Regions from separate parts of the Mus musculus genome. Here region 2 is linked to region 1. The links are chromatin contacts, called in public Hi-C maps. All regions are on one chromosome and are shown on one strand. Each heading gives the region's core, a stretch centred on a gene start, on an enhancer-like site or on the middle of the called end of the contact. The rest is flanking DNA. Distances are from core to core; before and after follow the strand shown. Region 1 holds the start of Ube2v2 (ubiquitin-conjugating enzyme E2 variant 2). Region 2 has its middle 29 kb from the start of Gm41423.

The links. Hi-C and Micro-C count contacts between places; a contact is called where the count stands out from the background.
Region 2: a contact with region 1 is called in a Hi-C map of uterus, with 4 times the contacts expected there. The contact joins the enhancer-like site here to the promoter of Ube2v2 in region 1. A contact is called at or near these places in 2 of 39 promoter capture datasets (the 3T3-L1 cell line and cranial neural crest), 1 of 484 Hi-C or Micro-C datasets (uterus) and 4 of 115 datasets of contacts at active chromatin or transcription factors (the NIH/3T3 cell line, embryonic forebrain, embryonic stem cells and 1 more).

Annotation. Positions count from the first base shown.
Region 1 is chr16:15,593,183-15,595,882 of GRCm38.p6, reverse strand. It overlaps Ube2v2 (ubiquitin-conjugating enzyme E2 variant 2), which reads left to right and starts at 1,365. Exons shown (of 4, transcript NM_023585.4): 1 at 1,365-1,423. The coding sequence starts at 1,408.
Region 2 is chr16:15,084,017-15,086,716 of GRCm38.p6, reverse strand. It overlaps the pseudogene Gm46561. Among named protein-coding and RNA genes, the nearest start is that of Gm41423, 29 kb to the left of the region's middle. RefSeq lists an enhancer at 1,009-2,125. Within about 2 kb of position 1,321, at least 109 of the 459 cell types and tissues checked have an H3K27ac peak or open chromatin away from gene starts, as enhancers often do. A contact at or near this core is called in the NIH/3T3 cell line and uterus, where this site is marked.

The sequences.
Region 1 (2,700 bases), core at 116-2,615:
ATTTAATATTTTAGTATTTATGACATCTTGGGCACAAACAAGAAAGGAATATTAACAATGATGCACTTGGAATGGACTTGTATTAGATAATCTTTGTTGTGAACTTGACACAAATGGAAAGAGGAAATCTCAATTTAAGACTTGCCTTAGTCAGAATAACCTGTGGGCATGTCTGAAAAGAAAAACCTGGGGGAACTTTCTTAGTCACTAATTGTTGTAGGAGAATCCAGTTGGGTATGGGTATACCATCTTTAGGTACATGGGCTTACTCCTCCAAATAAGGTAGGTGAACGTAAGATAGAAATGTAAAGGTCCATGATTCACCGAAGAATGACACCTGGGACTCAAATAGTATGTATACTCAGAGAGTGCTTTATTTTGCAGAAGTCCAGCGTGTTGGAGTCTCCCATTGCCAAAACAGAGAGACAACTAAGTGAGTGTGCATGCTTGCTTTAAAGCACATTGGAATTCTGGGGAAGATGAGTTTTATCTTACTCTATCTCTAGGCATCCTAGAACCATTATCGGGCATGAAGGCTGGAGCCTGGGTTTTTTTCTATTAGTAATTGACTTGCCTGGGCTTGCCTGGACTTTCCCAGTTCTTAGGCCCAGTCTCCTTAACTGTCAATTTGAAGTCTGTCATGGAGTCAGCCTAGCCTTCTCAGAAGCAAGGTGGTAAGCTGCTTTTCTCCATCCCTTTTTGCTTCACGGTTTTGCTTGAGTTTCTTCTGTGGCTTTCTTTACTGATGGACTTTTGGTTCTGGTGTCATCAGAGCAAAACTACAGCCTAAACGTAGCCTGCACTAACACAGCCCAACCTTTTGGAATAGTTTTTTTTTTTTTTCCCCAACACAATTGTGAATTCCCATGTTTTACCTTGATTATTAATAACAGGTTTGGTGTGATGTAACTTTGTTTTTCGAGACAGGGTTTCTCTTTATAGCTCTGGCTGTCCTGGAACTCACTTTGTAGACCAGGCTGGCCTCGAACTCAGAAATCCGCCTGCCTCTGCCTCCCGAGTGCTGGGATTAAAGGCGTGCGCCACCACGCCCGGCTCGTGATGTAACTGTTAGCGTTTGTTTAGACATTATTTCAATATTTAATAAGAGGAGTCATAGGGAAAATTTCCCTTGGACACACTGACACTATTGGAGATCTCAGATCTTTTAAAGACTTTTTAAGCTCATGCTGCCTTAGTCTCCCAACCCAGTTTTATGTGTGTGTTTTGATTAGGACAACCGATGAACCAACAGTTCCAGAGACCATCAGGGGCAAAGCTTGCCAGGAACAGGAACCTGATACAGTCCCCACTATCCCCACTATCGGTCCCTCTATGACGGAGAGCAACGCGCTGCCGGAAGTGACGTTGACGCCCTGCGTGCGGTGGTGCGTCTGGTAGCAGGAGAAGATGGCGGTCTCCACAGGTCGGTTCCTAGCCGGGTCTGCCGCGCTCCCGCTGCTTTCTGTCCGGCGGGCCGCGCGGGACTGCGGGTGCGCAGTGCGGAGGGCCCCGCGAGGGGCAGGGGGTGGGGCGGGCGGTAGGGAGGTCGGGACGCGCGTGTCAGAGCTCGCGGTGACGGGGAGCCTGCGCGCCCACCGCCCGCGGCGGCCCTGCGGGAGGACCGGCAGATCTGGGCGCCGCAGCGGAGCCGAGGGTGGAGTGCGCTGGAGCGGCCCGCGGTGGCGGTGGCATTGCCCATCAACGGGGCTACGGCGGAGAGGCATCCTGGATGGAGCCGGGGATCTAGGCTGGGAGTCCACCAGACAGACACGTGCGGGAGGATAGGACTAACCGGAGGGTGGCTGCTGTCTGGAATAAGAGGGCGACGATTTTACTTAGGTGGCCGAATGCGTGTTCTTCTTCTTCTTCTTCTTCTTTTTTTTTTTCAATTAAGTGAAAAACTACAGTACACTGAGCCAGACGAAAGCTAATTGCAGGACAGTTGGTACCTTAGATAGGTGTTCTACTCTTGTCTACAATGTTCGGTTGCCTTTGAGCAGAAACTTGAAATTTAAATGCCAACAGGGTTTAGAAATTTGGTGACAAAAAAAATTAAAACAGTTTAAAAGTGTTGAGTTTTAGCATTTAAAAATGATGATTCATAAGATTTATTTTTTTTTCTAGTTCTTATTGAATCTAGGTTGTAGAAATGGAAGAGGTTGAGTGCATGTTGTGATTGTTAACATTTCAAGGTAATGCCTTCATATACATTTTTCATATTGTTTAAATCTTACCTTTATGTGTATGAGTGCCATAGACAATAAAATCTTTAGCAGTTCTACCTCTGGAAAATACATCAGTGGTCAGATCAGAGCTGTCCAAGACCAAAGCTCATTTTAAAAGTGATCTTTTAATGTTATAACCCTTAATCTCTTTACTTCTTATTTGAAATATATGTGCTTATTAGTGCCATGTTTTTTAAAGAGTTGTGCTCACTACCTTAAAATTAAACTAATAAAATGGTGTATTGTAATATGAAAAATGTCAATTTGTGATTGCATTTGTTCTTTTTAAAAATATTTATTATATATATATGAGTACACTGTAGCTGTCTTCAGACACACTAGAAGAGGGCATTGGGTTCCATTACAGATGGCTGTGAGCCACCTTGTGATTGCTGGGGATTGAACTCAGGACCTCTGGGAGAGCAACCAGTGTTCTTAGCAGCTGAGCCATCTCTCCAGTCAGCATTTGTTTTTT
Region 2 (2,700 bases), core at 72-2,571, 510 kb after region 1:
AATAGATCTGTAGCAAGCAACTTTTGCCTCTGTTCCCGGAGGACTAGATCCAGCTTCCTAGCAACCTGTTCCCACCACACCCAAGGAAATTCAACTACTATCCCAGTTCCTCTTTGAAAGAAAGAGCGCAAGTCTTTGGATGAACTTTATAGTTGCCGTATACCATATTTTTGTGGGTATTGAAATAGGTCAACATAGTTAAGAATGGGAAGGCTCAACCAGATCTGTGATGCTGTATGTTCTTAGATTCTTTTTTTTTTAAGATTTATTTTATGTATATGAGTACACTGTAGCTCTGTACAGATGGTTGTGAGCCTTCATGTGGTTGTTGAGAATTCTATTTTGTAGGACCTCACTCATTCCAATCTGCCCTGCTCGCTCCGGTCAACCCCACTCACTCCAGCCCAAATATTTATTTATTATTATAAATAAGTACACTGTAGCTGTCTTCTGATGATAGCTGTCTTCTGATGGTAGCTGTCTTCTGATGCGCCAGAAGAAGGTGTCAGATCTCATGAAGGGTGGTTGTGAGCCACCACATGGTTGCTGGGATTTGAACTCAGGACCTTCGGAAGAGCAGTCAGTGTTCTTAACTGCTGAGCCATCTCATCAGTCCATGGTCTTAGATTCTTGAGTCTGACTAAAAAGCTGACAGATGGGGAAACAAAGAGAGAGAGAGAGAGAGAGAGAGAGAGAGAGAGAGAGAGAGAGAGAGAGAGAGAGAGAGAGGAGCCACCCAAAACAAAAATAAAGTAGTAACAAAAATCAATCATGAAACATCAAAATTACTGTAAAACTAAAAACACTTCGAGCAAGCATGGCACAGACAGACTGCTTGAGCTAGGGGGTGGTTGGTAGAAGTCTAGGGTTGTAAAAAAAATGGTTCCTGTCTTCTTTTTATTACGACTCAGCTAGTAACAACTGTGTAGGCGGCAGGAGATCAGAAATAAATGTCTGACTTGGATTTTGCACAACTGGGTTCTGCTCCAAAGCGCACTGCCTGCCCACTGACCCAGCTCAAGTTTTATAGGGACAGCAAATAGGTATAGTTTGGGAAATCTCAGCCCCTCCTCCTGAAGGTCCGCACCCTGGAACTGGCTGGTTTGCAGGTTGCTCCTGATTAGAAAGCCGCCAGCTGTTCTGCTTCCCAATTCAATTCCGAGAACACCACAAAAACTTCATCTAGTTTCTTCTCTTTCCCCCCCCCCCGGGGCGATTTCTTCTTTGATTTCTTCTCCTCCCTCCTCTTTCTCTTTCTCTTGTTTTTACAGTCTCCTGGTAATGACTAATTGGCGGTGTTTCCCAACTTTTTTATGTTTCTCTTGCTCTTGTTACAAGCGGTACTAACCCCGTGATATCCACAGGGACCTATAGACAGCCAACATTTCCAAATGATATACAGCGTTCTCCTTTCTTTCAAAGTGTAAAACATTTACAAGGAAATGTACAAATGTATTAGGCACATTTCCCGGGTCGGTCATTAGCGCGCCTCTCTGAGCCGGGGTGCGCTGCCCTTCCCCCTCGCCCCTGTTTCCCCCCTTTCCCCGCCACGGTCCCCTCTGGATCGCGCGTTTCCGCGTGCCAGCGGGGCGGCCCGCGAGACCGCAATTGCTCTGGCCGGGATTGACGAGCCTCGGATGCCCATTTACTGCGCGAGGCAGCCACTCTGGAGCCGCGGCACATCTGGATGGAGTCAGCCGCCGAGCGCCAGGGGCCAGCGCAGCGCGGCGGCGAGCGCGAGGGAGGCCGGCTCCCGGGCCGCCTCCGCGCTGCCCCGGTGCGCCCAGGCTGGATTTCCTGATGTAAACAGATTGGCCCTGCTGGAAAATAACCGCTCTGCTCCCCATGTCACTGAGCGTGCTTTATCTGCTCAGGGTCAGCACTGTGACTTAGAAAAACAGAAGCTTTGCTTTAGATTTAAACAGCTCCAAAGCCACAGCTCATCTCTGCTGGGCCGGGAAGGGGAGGCTTGGCAACCCAGCTCCTGCCTTTGTGTTTACTTGTTCCAGTTTCTGGTAATTTGGGAGCTAATTTTATTATCTACAGTAGAATTGGAAACAAGATGCTTTTGCAGTTCACGACGCTAAGGGCATGTGTGAATCTCTGTGTAGAAGGTTGGACGTGTCTATTCAGCTGTGGTCCCCAAGCTCTGTGCCCTGGCCCTCCGCTGGTTGTCTCCTGGGGCACAGGGCTTCCTAGGGCGTGGCTGGCCATGGTTTAGGGTTCACCCTGGTTTACCAGAGCTGGGGATCCAATCCTGAGAATGTGAGCCCTTAAAGCCTTTCCCTACAGAACCTCATGAAAGTAGAAATCAGCCAATTGTAAAACCGTGACAAAGACGTTTTGACATGGCCAGTGGAGAGGGAAAATTCAAAATGATGGCAGAGCCTGGACTGTCATCGCCGATAATTAAAATGAAATGTAGATAGATATGTTTCCAGTTCAACAGCAAGCAATTCTAACAGCCATGTCTAGAAACTTCTACTGACAGAATCATCCTGGGATACTGACAGAGCTTCCCTAACAAGCAAGGACTGGTTTTGCAGACTTTAAAAAGAAACTCCGGGGGGAGGGGGGGCAATGTGTGCACCTCTGAGGGCCTAGTTGCTCAGATAGAGGTGGGGTGTAAGCTGTTTTGGAAGGCCCTGGGGGCTGGAAGAGGAAGAGTTACAGCTTCCTGTGACGTCCTGTGACGTGCTA